2 separate regions of the Rattus norvegicus genome follow, and region 2 is linked to region 1. A link is a contact called in public Hi-C data. All regions are on one chromosome and are shown on one strand. Each heading gives the region's core, a stretch centred on a gene start, on an enhancer-like site or on the middle of the called end of the contact. The rest is flanking DNA. Distances are from core to core; before and after follow the strand shown.

Region 1 (6,477 bases), core at 1,599-4,098:
TCCCAAATTACAGTACAAGGCCCAGGATGTTGGGGATTCCTGAAGCGTGTGACTTTTGCTGGGGAAAGCTGAGGCACAGAATCCAGCTGGACCAAGAGATACAGTTTGTGATGCAGGGGACAGAGCTGGAGGAGTGGGGCTATATAAGTCCTTTGACGCACGCACAGGCGATGCCATCCTGAGTCCCAGATGCCCGACACACAGTTGCATGATTCTGGTTCTTCTGTACTAGCTTTTAGTCCTGCTTTGGTCCAATCTCTCTCTCTCTCTTCTCTCTCTCTCTCTCTCTCTCTCTCTCTCTCTCTCTCTCTTTGTGAGGTCATCTTTTTTCCATTTTGGAACTTGAATGTTTACTCTGTATCATTGTGTGTTGGGCGTAGTATTTTGTTTCATGATGGTACAAGGTATCCAAGTTCGTCAGGATACCTTAAAGCCAGGAACTAGAAAACTGAAGAATGGAAGTCAAGTGAGCCTTGATGGGAGTAATTGAGACGGAGAAAACTGTTTGTCCTGTGGCCGTGGAGACTTTGGGATCACCTGTGAGCAGTTCCTGGAGCTAGAAAAAAACCACTTCTGGAAAGACCATTGCCCTAAGGAGGGAACTCTGGAGGCGTTGGCTGATTCACTTTTAGGTGTTTTAAAGAAAGATTTATTTAGATGAGTACCACACAACTGTAGTGTCTCTACAGGCCAGCAGAGGGCACCAGATTCCCTGGATCTGGAGTTCGAGACAGGCGAGCTGGTAGAAAGCATCATACGTTGAGGTTTGGTCTGTTGCTATGCATCTAATGCTAAATTCTGGCTGGTCCTGGTTGTCTCAGGCGTGAGAGAATCCTCACACATGCCAAGTGATGCTATGCAACCTTGTTCCTTAGTTTAAAACTGTTGGTTGAGTAAAGAGGCAGAAGAGAGATGGGGGAGGCAGGCCATGAGGGCTGGCCAGCTGGAGTTAAGAGCTGACCAGAGGGAACATGATTCGTTATAAGTTGGGGTTATTGATAGGGAAGTAGAAACCAACAGCTTAGAGCGTTGATATCTGCCCAGCTCTAGTGCTTTAAGGCTTATCATAATATATAAAGGTTTTGCGTCTTTTATCTGAGAACTGAGTGATCAAAGGCAGGGTAGAAACCCCCTTTGAGATTAAATGTTTACTACAACAACATACTTCTAACCTCTCAGCTCTTAGGTAATTTTACATATGTACGATTTTGGTGGCTTTTGGTGGCTTTCAAATTTTATCTCTAAAGAATGTTAAGAATCTTCTCACGGCCTTTGGCCTGAGGTCCCAACCCGGGTAAGGAGCTATTTGCATTTGATAACAGCTGGGCTGTTTTATCTTCAAGGGTGTAACTCCTGGTAGGTCAGTCACTTTCCGGGGGCTGGCCCCACACCCAACTATTTGGATAACATAACTTGAACTCCAAGAGCTAAGGGAGCACCAAGTTGGGTAGGTAGGAAAGCAGGGGTGGATGTAAGAAAAGCTGTAGGATATACATCAAATACATCTTATAAAAGTTCAGGGAAGTATTAAAATATTTTTAAACCTCTTCCCTCCGTTTTTTACATCACTTCGAGGTTGTACTTTACTTGGGATTGAAAGGTTACTGTTGTGCTGTAGAAACTCACGGGTCAGAGAGAAGTATCTAAACTCTAGGTCACAAGGTATCCTGAGCCTGCGTAGGCACAGATAATTACCGTAGGGATCTGAGAGAAGTGTTAAAACTGAAGGTTCCATACCATTCTGGCCTTAATAAGCACAGAGGTGGGAAGACATACCTCGTTGTCCATCTACAGTGCTCGAAGATTCAAGCCTCTGACCCTGCCAACAGGAAGATAAGCTGGATCCCAGGGTAAAGGCTCTCTGCCTTTTTTTCTTTGCATGGATTCCATGGGTTAGAGTTCCAGAACGAATAAAAAGGAGAAAGGGTGCTGAGCCATGCACAGCAGCCATTGCTTTTAGGTTTCTCTCTGGATGCAGTGTTACCCATCTGCCTCATGCTCCTGCTGCCAGGCCTTCCCCACTGCACCTTGATAGGATGTCCCCTCAGACTGTAAACAAACCCCTCTTAAGTTACTTTTGTTATTTAATTATAGCAACAAGAAAAGTAGCAATCACTGAGCCCTTGCCTTCGGCTACTTTCTTACCAGACACTCATTTACGCCCCTGGGGACCTAGGCCTATTTTACTCTCTTTATTTGTCACCATTGAAGTCACAGATGAAGATGTAGAAACTGAGCTCCTCCTGCACCATTCCTGCCTGGATGCTGCTATGCTCCCACTTTGATGGTATTGGACTGAACCTCTGAATCTGTAAGCCAGTGCCAATTAAATGTTGTCCTTATAAGAGTTGCCTTGGTCATGGTGTCTGTTCACAGCCATAAAACCCTAACTAAGGCATGTGGATTTTTTTTTTTTTTTTCTGAAATTGACTTGTTTTCTACTTTTCCAGTTCTGGGAAACAGAAACTTAGGCCTAGTCTCCCAAACTGTCAGTTTGCAGCCTGCCATGGAGTCAGCCTGTCTCCAGCTGACTCTGTCCTCTCATTACCCACTCTGTTTGTAACTGAGTCAAATAATTGATTCATCGGTTTTTTTCCTCAAGATCAGAATCATTAGCCAAGGGATCAATTGGGACCTAAGAATTATGAGTTATTGCCAGAAATAGGGTTCTTTTTGACTTAGCATCTCAACATTGTATTTTTCTCCTTCTATAGCTGCTTCCTGCTGAGATTAGGATGTTGTCTTTTGGGAGCCCAGGAAGGCTGAAATGCCAGTTAAAGGCTGGGCAATGGGGCATTTATTCAAAGCATCTGGTTAGGTGACTCAGCTGAAAGACAGGGAACCAAGCATATCACTGGAATGGCTAATCCTCAGCTTTCAGTGAGTCAGAAATCAGCAGTCTGCCGTCCTCAGGCAGTCCCTGGGTGTCAGCCAGGTGAAAATCTGGGACAAATATAAACTAGGAACAGAAGTTAAAATTTGCCTTAGTAATTGGGAAAGGTAAGAGAACTCAAGACCAAGGGGAAAAAAATCCCACTCTCAACATTAGGCAGGCACACTCATCTGAATTCCGTCTGGTCTGTGGTGAGTATATCCAAACCTTATGGCTTCTTTTTTTTTTTTCCGGAGCTGGGGACCGAACCCAGGGCCTTGTGCTTGCTAGGCAAGCGCTCTACCACTGAGCTAAATCCCCAACCCCCCTTATGGCTTCTTGACTCCCCGAAGCCTTTGTGATTTTTAGTTACAAGAGGATATACATTATTCATCACTTTACTCACATAAAATAAATTAATTAATAATTAATTCTTTAAAAAAAAAAGAAAGAACTTGGGTTCAGCTCCACTTAGTTAGCCAGTGGTAACCTCTGGAGTCTGTTGTCATTTATTTTATTTTATTTTATTTATTTTTTTTAAAGATTTATTTATTTATTTTGTATATGAGTACACTGTAGCTGTCTTCTGACATACCAGAAGAGAGCATCGAATCCCATTACAGATGGCTGTGAGCCACCATGTGGTTGCTGGGATTTGAACTCAGGACCTCTGGAAGAGCAGTTGGTGCTCTTAACCACTGAGCCATCTCTCCAGCCCCCGTCATTTATTTTAATTAAACACATTAAAACGTTGGAAAGTTTCCTTCTGACAATTATCACAACCAAGCATCAGCCATGGTTACATCAAGACTCTTACAGAGTACACCTCTTTAGCAAAGCACCTGTAACTTTTCTTTTTCTTTTTTTGACATGAATGGGTTCCATTGACTGAGAAACAATGCTCAGGACTCTGGGAAATTTGAGAAGGCTAACTTTACAGAATAGCAAAGGTTACCAGGCACTAACACATCCACTCACACTTCTGAATGGAAAAAGGCGTGTCGTCAATTTCTTTCACTGAAGAAAAGGTGTCTAAACATTGTTTTCTCTAGTGCCCTTCTGTGAAGACCTAGTGTCCTTTTGTCCTTCTCTTCCTCTCCCTCCTCCTCTTCCTCATTTCTGAGTGTTTTGCCTTTTTTAATTGAAAAAAATTATACAATATATTTTCATCATGTTTTCCCTCCTCCAATTCCAGATTCTCCATACTTCTCTACCCACCCAACTTCATGTTTTCTCTCTTTCTCTCTGTCAAATAAACAAAGTAAAAAAAAAAACTATAAGAAACACACACAACCCCCCCTTCCAAAAAAACCCACACACACACAAAAAGAAAATAAAAGCAGATAAGCAAAAGAGAAATAAGACAAAAAAAAAAAAAAAAAAAAAAAAAGCCCAAACAAAGCAAAATGAGACAAAAAGTCTACAAAAATACCAATGGATTTGTTTTGTGTCACTGTAAGGCTCGAAGTGAGTCTTAACTACCGGGAGACCCCCAAAGTGAGACACGAAAATGGAGTTCGATGCAAACGCAAGAGGTTTATTTTTCTGGCAACCCTCGTGGCGAGTGACTAGAAGGTGACCTCGGATGGCTATAACAAGCAGTTTTTATACCTTTTAGGGCTACAGGTTACATCAGCAAGGTTACAGTTTAAACTTATTGGTGAGCATATTGACCTTTGAGTCTATCGGCTAGGAAGCATAAGACATGCATTAGAACTCTATCTGGGGGGCTGGGGATTTAGCTCAGTGGTAGAGCGCTTGCCTAGGAAGCACAAGGCCCTGGGTTCGGTCCCCAGCTCCGGAAAAAAGAACCAAAAAAAAAAAAAAAAAAAAGAACTCTATCTGGGACCAGAGGGTCAGTGACTATCAGTCAGTACCTTCTGTGGTTTTTCAAGAATGTTGAGAGCTGTGGGTGGAGAATGGGACTTGGCCTAGCCTTGACCCCAGGCCGGAAGCTGGTACTTCAGGTCTTGACCTGAGGTGGTGGGTGTAAGACTGCCAAAAGCCCCTAGGGTCCTTCAGGGCCCTGCCTGAGGTGTGGTTAATAATACTCAGTGAAATTCCACTGGAGAAAATGTGTTTTCCCTTTGCCAACAGGTATCAATTGCAAATAGCTTTCTTGGTTAGGGGTGGGGCTTACGTCTACTCCCCTGTCTCAGTACTGAGACCCTACCTGGCTTGAACCTCTGCAGGCCTCTGTGTGCTATCACAGTCTCTGTGAGTTCATACGTGCCCCAGTCCTGTTGTGTCTGGAAGACACACCTTCCTTAGAGTCATCCATCACCTATCTTAGTCTTTTCACCTCCTCTTCCACTTAGAAGCCGGAGTTTGATAAAAATCTTCCACTAAGGACTGGGTACTCCAAAGTTTCTCACTCTGAACATTGTCCACTTGTGGGTTTCTGTGTTTCTTATCTTTTGCAAGAGGAAGCTTCTCTGGTGAAGGTTGACTGAGATCCCATGGCTATAGCAGTGCGTCATTAGAAGAAGATAACAGCATTAGGATTTCCTATAATCCCATGACCTATATAGTCTCATGTTCTTGGCTGTTTTAGTAGTGTCAGGAACACTTTCTATCACAGGGGGTGGGCCTTAAATCCAATCAGAAAGTGGTTGGTTACTCCCACGACACTCGTGCCACTAATATACCAGCATATCTTGTAGGCAGACCACTGTTGTAGGTCAAAGGAGTTGTGGCTTGGAAATAGAATGATCATCTTTCTCCTTCAGTAGCATGTATTGTACTTCTAGGACCACAGCGCTAGTTGGGAGGGGTAGAGCTTTTAGTTAGGCACCAGTTTAATGTGTCCATGTCCAGTGACGTAAGTAAGTGGTGTCTTCAGTAACAGGGCCTTACCATCGGGTTGTGGAGAGTAACCAGTAGCCTTGGCAAAACTCTGTGATGGTCGGGGGTTCTCTATGTGGCTCCTGTGGGTAACAACAAGATGTAACTCGTTCCGGCACTGGAGGTTTGGCTTGGCAGTAGACGATGTCTGGTTAGGGCATTGTCTGCCGCATTATTTGGCCACTTCATGTAGATTTCTTCATATATGTTTTAGGAAGCTATGACCTTTATTGTTGGTTGTTCCCTCCATGGTTCCTCCCTATTCTCTCTGTAGATTGTTGTCTATTTGCAGGCGAGGGCTGGCACAACTTAAGACAAGGCCTGTGATTGGGCAGTGAAAAAGTAAGGTGGGGACAGAGTTTTGAAGGGAGGAGAGACGGGGAGGAGAAGAGGACAAGAACCAAGATGGAGGCAGAGAAGGACGACCCAGATCTGTGTGGCCTTAAATGGCCACAGGTAGTTATGAATATTTTTTTTTTGGTTCTTTTTTTTTGGAGCTGGGGACCGAACCCAGGGCCTTGCGCTTCCTAGGTAAGCGCTCCACCACTGAGCTAAATCCCCAGCCCATGAATATTTTTTAAGGGATGGATTTTTATAGGTCAGCTTATCTAGGTGGACGGTTTGTATCATTATCGATTGGTGGGGAGTTTATTGTGTGGAGGTTTTGTGGAGTGCAAATTTACTGAGATAAATCTGGCTGCTAAATTACAAGCTTATTGAGTCTCGATTTTAATGGGTTGCTGGAGGTTGATATTATAACC
Region 2 (6,359 bases), core at 191-2,690, 50 kb after region 1:
TCTGTTACACATGAAATTTACAGTTATGCAGAAGTCTGTTTCCTAGAGACCTCCCTCCCCTTTCCAGTGTCTAACCATGTAACTCTGACTACCCTGAAACTCACACAGACCCATTTGCCCCTCTGCCTTCCCAGTGCCACCGTTAAAGGTATGTTCTACAATGCTCCATCTCGCCTTTTACTTTCTATGTGGCCCCGGCTGGCTCAAATTCACAATTCACCTGCCTTTACCTCCTAAGTGCCGGGTTGATGGAAGTACGATACTCTACCATGCTTTTCCTACACTATAATTTTACTTGTGCGTGTATGTGTATATGTATGTGTGTTGTGTATATGTGCAAGTGTGAGTGCCCATTCTCACCTAGAAGTCATAAGACAGCTTCGGGCATCCTGTTTTACTCGGGTCTTATTGTCTTAAATTAAGGTCTCTCCTTGCCTGTGCAGCTTGCCTGGTTGCCCCCAGGTTCAAGAGATTCTTCCGTTTCTGTTCCACACAGCCCTAGCCTCGCAGTGAAAGCGCAGCCACACCTGGGTTTTTCCATGGTGTGGAGGATTCGAACTCAAATCCTCATGTTTGATCTGCATGCGCTCTTAACCACTGAACCATCTTCCCAGCGCCTAGGCTATTAATTCTACAGAACCGGTCTATTACTCCTTCTGTGTGTCAAGTAACGCCCTGTCAATAAGTCCAGCCTTACGGCAGTGTTGACAGTAGCTAACTAGGTAGTTGCATGGTGGGCAATCTATTTTGCCTTCTGTTTAAGTCTCTTAATGAGTAACCATAAACAAACCCTGGGGGACTCTAAAGGTGGGGAGGCACTCAACAGAGTAGTCCTTATATTACGATACTAAAATAGATAAAATAGAAAAATAAAACGACTAATGCCCCCGGAGCTTCACTTTTATTTATAAAAACTGATTAACATATCATTTTGACATCCCTTGGCACTTTGGAAATTCCTTAGAAGCCATGCAGCTGTGATAGAGAAGACAGCCAAAGGTATCGTTCATTCAGAACGTGGAGGACTCATGCACCAGCTAAGTGACACCACAGCTTAGAATTGGGGTTGAACAGAAGCAGGCTACGATGACCTTCACGATGTTTTCTGGCACGTGGAACCGCCGCATAGATTTGGAAGTTCTTGACTTTGAACCTCTGGTTGCCAGAGAATACAGCGCGACCAGCCACCCCGACCCAGCTGCCCAGCCCTGGTGACTCAGGACGGCAGAGAAGATTCCAGACCCGGTATCAGAAGCCGGGAAAGGATGGGGCAGCACGGGATGCGTGCGGGCACGGTGAGCAGCCTGCACCCCCGGGCATCAGCGGTGCTTCTGGGAAACGTAGTCTTTTGCGGTGTGCGGCGCCGGGGGCTGCCGGATGAGGGACTACGATTCCCTTCGGTCTTGCGCAAGCTTTGTGCATCGCGCTTGCGCATTGTGGGGGATTATGCCGCTATAAAGGCTTGTTTTGCTCCGGGTCCGATGTTCGCGAGCGTGCCCGGGCTGTTTGCTTTCGTGTGGGGAGGCTGGGATGCAGGTAGGTAGCGGTTCTTGCCTTTTCCATGCAGTGTCGGATGCTGTCACAGGCTCACTCCTTTGGGCTCTCCGAGGCGTGGTGGGAGATGGGAAACCTTGGACCGGAGAAACGGGGCCTGTCTCGCCCTGATCTGCGCCGTTCCGGGCTTGTTGGCGAACTCGCGGGCTGTGCCCGGGGTCTAGGTGTTAGAAAGCCGGAGGGGAGGTTTAATGGGTGGTCGCGGCAGGCTCCACTCTCGGCGCGGCCACCAGGGGGAGCTGCGTTCGCTCTGGGTGGGTCGTGGAGCCTGTGCTCGCCAGGCCGGGGCTGGCGTGGGAACGCCCTAGGGCCGGGTGGCGGAGCTGTCCAGAGAGAAGCCCCAACCTCCCTCTGGTACTGGAGGCTGACTGTCAGCCACCCACTACGTAAGTAATTTTCTACGATTTTTTGTTTGTTTGTTTGTTTTTGTTTTGCGACGTATGTGGAGGTACGTGGCATCAGCACGCACAGCGAAGCTGAGGCAGAGCCAGGATGGGAGCCCAGATCTCCTGTCACCGGTGTCCTTTTCAGTGCTGACACGCAGAGCAGCTAGTGGCTTTGTGTTTATAACACCTGGATCTGGTGTTTTCATACAGATGTGGAAGTTCGATACAGACGGGCATAGGAATGACCTGGGAAGTTTGAGTTCCGAAGGGAGAAATGGATAGGTTTTACTGGGGTCTCTGGAGTAAGTGACAGATGAGGGAGTTTGGAGGGAAAGGTGGGTCCTGGGGGCGTGGTAATTGGACAACCTTCAGCTTCCTTGCTTCTGTAGCTGCAGGACATGAAGAAGCTTCCTGAGGCGCCTAAAACCTCTGAGAGATGTTGTGATAACATAACTTGGAAACAGCAGTTTGGCTAGTTACAGTTCTCCAGTCCTACGCAGTGCCCCTCCCCCTGCAGAATCGTCGCGTCCACCCCTTTATCACTGCAAAGGGAATTTTTAAGCAAAACCAGGCGGCCCCCAACCCCATCAGTTTTGGGTTGGGGTATTAATGCGAGAGCCCTCACTTCGTTTATTCTCCTTTCTCCCTTTACAGCTCTGGCTTAGATGCAAACATGGGGATTTCCTAGTCCTGATACATGAGCCCTTAGCTTTGGATCTGGCAGGGCTGGGGACTACATGGTTTATCCTTGAGCCTAAATTAGCTTTAGTTTTTAAACAAAGAGTTTACATTAACTGCAAGGGAAAAGTCCAGAAAATAGGGAAGTACTAATTGCTCGAGTTGTGCCAGAGAGGGGCCTGGTGTAGTAATCCTTTCTAATGGATTGCTTCATACCCATGTTCATTCCCCACGGAGCACTACTCCGGCCAGCCTCTGTGTGTTGTGCCCGTCGCATCCCAGACACACAGAAGGTGGTGTCCTCCTTGTGCTCAGTGTGACACTAACTTTATGGCTTCTCAGGTGTTTGCATACTTAGCGCTTACCTTTTTCTTTTTTTTTTTTTAATGAAAGTGAAGCTGTAGCAATGTTGTAGCTCACAGGGGTCAACAGTTCCCCATACCCTTCCTATAGAAACTAACTTTGTCTGGAAGGATAGGGGTGTTAGAATAGGCCACTGAAGTCCCATCTCATCTCGCCATTCAGGAAAACAGTTGTTTTCTGTCACAAAACTTACCCCGGGTCTTTGCCACCACAGCCTGTGTGTGTATACATGCTACAGGTTCTGATATCATAATATATGATTGAAAAAGCATTGCCTCCTAAAGCCCTTCGATAACTTCGCCTGTTCTTGACGGGTTTGGTATTGTGACTGGGTTCCCTCGGACTCCTCCCTTTTAAGCTCCCCCAACCCTCTCTTGCCTGATTTTGAAGTAGCAGTAATCTTCCTCTTCCAGAGGACAATGGCAGATGCCAGATCTGTTTATAGCTTAGCTTTCGTAAGGCCTCTGAGACACGAGCACTGTTTTTGCTTAGTAAGCAGGTTTTGTTTATGGTGTTCACAGTCGTTGGGCAAGGTGCTCTTTTTTTTAGTAAACAACTTATCTGTATCAATTTCCGGTGTTTGAACCAGAATTCTGACAAGCAAAATGTCTGGCCCTCGTTGGAGATTCAAGGGGCTTTAAATTTTTTTTTTTTTTTACTTCCAGGACTAATTAGTATTTTTCTTCTGATGATTTAAAAATGAATGACAGGGGCTTGGGATGCTGGATGCTGGCAGAGTGCTTGCCTGAGATGTGCAAAGCCTTGGGTTTGATCCCTAGCACCAGATAAACCAGCCACAGTAGAGCAGTTTTGAAACCCCAGCCTTTGGGGTGTAGAATCAGGAGGGAGGATCAGAAGTTCAAGGTCATCCTTCCAAGACCTAGATCAGGAGGCCAGCCTGGGCTACTTGAGATCCTGTGTCAAAAACAACAAATAGATTACAGTTGTCAAAATTTTGTGCTGCAGGAGACACAGTCCTTAAGCAGTTGCCATCATGGCTGGACTTAGGGACTACAGCAGCATGGCCATACGTCTGCGGTGGTTTTATATCTGGCGTTCGGGAATCTGAGCTTCTGACAATGGGGGAACCTTTTAGAGGGGCAAGTGTGCTTTGGTTTTTTAGAAAGTGGCCAGAGGGCCAGTGAGATGGCCTGCTGCCAGGCAGAGAACTGGAGTTCCATCTCCGGAACCTGGATGTTAGAAAGAGAGAACTGACTTGCAAGTTGCCCTTTGATCTCAGGGCACATGGTTGTCTTTGTTTTCTCTGTCTGTCGCACACAGAGTAAATAAAACAAGTGCAAACTTTTTAAACAAGTGACCAGAGTTGATGCAGGATGTTGACTGGAATTAGCCAGGCAGGCAGTGATGTAGAAACACAGAGCAGAGTTTTAGGAATGGACCAGGCAATACTTAAAAAGATAGAACATAGATCTTTTTTTCTTGTATTTTTTGAGACAGGGTTTCCCTGTGTAGCCCTGCTGTCCTGGAACTAGCTCCATAGACCAGGCTAGCCTCAAACTCAGAGATCTGCCTGCCTCTGCCTCCCGAGGCCTGGGATTAAAGTTGAGCACCACTGTGCCTGGCTTGGTAATTTTTCTTGATGCTAGAACCTTCTTCTCATTAAAAAACAAAAAACAAAAAAAACAAGAAGCTGAAGGGGTATTTAAAATAGTTCTGTAGCGTATTGGTGAAGAGGTGTCAATGTTTTTGTTCCTGTTCCAAAGCACTTCGGCATTCCGAGCATGCTTTGAGCATGATTAGGAAGTGTCTGCTTCTGTAAAATTTTAATTTCAGAAATTCTAAAGTGAGAGGAGCCTGAGCCCTGGTCCTGTGTGGAGTGAAGATGAAGGATATTGACATGGGAAAAGAATACATCATCCCCAGTCCCGGATACAGAAGCGTCAGGGACAGAAGCACTATCCCGGGACAACACGGCGATCGTGAAGAACCCAGGTTCCGGAGAACAAGATCAGTGAGTGCTTCCTTCCCCAGATTTGGTTCCTACACCGTATCTTCTTCTTCTTCTTCTTCTTTTTTTTTTTTTCATATGTTACATATTTTATCACTTTATCTTTCTTTGTTGGTCTTAGGTCAGTGTTAAGATTTGTGATTCCTCAGCTGTGGAGTGCGGCTCAGTGGTAGAGGACTGAGTCTCCATGAAGCCCTGGGTTTAGTCCCCAGCACCACAAGAAGGAGCTTGTTCAGTTAACAGGATGGAGAAGTTGTCTTGTGTTGCTTGTGTGTGTGTGTGTGTGTGTGTGTGTGTGTGTGTGTGTGTGTGTGAGAGAGAGAGAGAGAGAGAGAGAGAGAGAGACAGACAGACAGACAGACAGACAGACAGACAGACAGTGACACAGACAGACAGGGTCGCACTATGTAGCCTGAGGTGAGAGGTTTGTAGCACCGTGCCTGGCTTCTCTCTTTTTCATTGACTCTTTTTTTCTTACCTGCTGAAAATCCCTTGATTAAAAAGACGAGTGGGGATGTAGCTAAATGGTAGAGCTCTTGCCTGGTATATATAAAGCCGTGGGTGGGTTTGGTAGCCATAACTGAATAAAGAAAAAGACAGACAGGTTGGGGTGGGGTTAGGGAGGGGAGAAAGCCAGAGGACAGTGGGAATGTGGACCATTTCTTCCATATACTCCAAATGTTTTTTGTTTTTGTTTTTTTCTCATGTCTTTGTTTTCTGTGCTTAAAATAGGAATTATTTTGCCAGGCACACACGACATTGTGTGCCTTTTAATACTGGCACTCAGAGGCAGAAGCAGGAAGGTCTTACAAGTGTGAGGCCATCCTGCTCTGGATAGTAAGTTCCGGAATAGCCAGGGCTACACAGAGAGACCCTGTGTCTTATATGGATTACTATTGCTGACATGAAATACCATGACCTAGGCAAGGTGGGAGGAAAGGGTTTATTTGGCTTACACTTCTATGTCATTCACCTAAGGAAGTCAGGACAGGAACTCAAGCGGGGCAGGAACCTGGAGGCAGGAGCTGATGCGGAGGCCATGGAGGGCTTCTTAATAGCTTGCTCACAGTGGCTTACTCAGCCTGCTTTCTTATAGCACTCAGGACATCAGGCCGGGCATGGCACCACTCATCATGGGCTGGACTCTCCCCCCATCAATCACTAAGAAATTACCCTACAGGCTTGCCTAATCTGAGAGTGGCATTTTCTCAATGGAGGTTCCCTTTAGTTTGTGTCAAGTTGACATAGAACTAGCTAGTCTACGCAGTCAACAAAGCGAAATGAGAAAAGGAATCAATTCAAGAGGATGGTTGGAATAATTATTCTGGATAGCCGTGGGATAATCGGTAAGCTTTGCACGTGAATTTATGGACAAAGCACTTTTGGTAATGATCTAATTTTCCTCCGAT

Evidence for each region. Hi-C and Micro-C count contacts between places; a contact is called where the count stands out from the background.
Region 2: a contact with region 1 is called in a Hi-C map of the A7r5 cell line, with 3 times the contacts expected there. The contact joins the promoter of Abcc5 here to the enhancer-like site in region 1. A contact is called at or near these places in 3 of 12 Hi-C or Micro-C datasets (the A7r5 cell line, Schwann cells and hepatocytes).

The regions. Positions count from the first base shown.
Region 1 is chr11:93,925,548-93,932,024 of GRCr8, forward strand. All of the region lies in intron 2 of LOC120095699 (a long non-coding RNA gene), which reads right to left. Among named protein-coding and RNA genes, the nearest start is that of Rps15al2, 16 kb to the left of the region's middle. Within about 2 kb of position 2,849, at least 10 of the 93 cell types and tissues checked have an H3K27ac peak or open chromatin away from gene starts, as enhancers often do. A contact at or near this core is called in the A7r5 cell line, where this site is marked.
Region 2 is chr11:93,976,845-93,983,203 of GRCr8, forward strand. It overlaps Abcc5 (ATP binding cassette subfamily C member 5), which reads left to right and starts at 1,441. Exons shown (of 30, transcript NM_053924.1): 1 at 1,441-1,536; 2 at 4,776-4,953. The coding sequence starts at 4,825.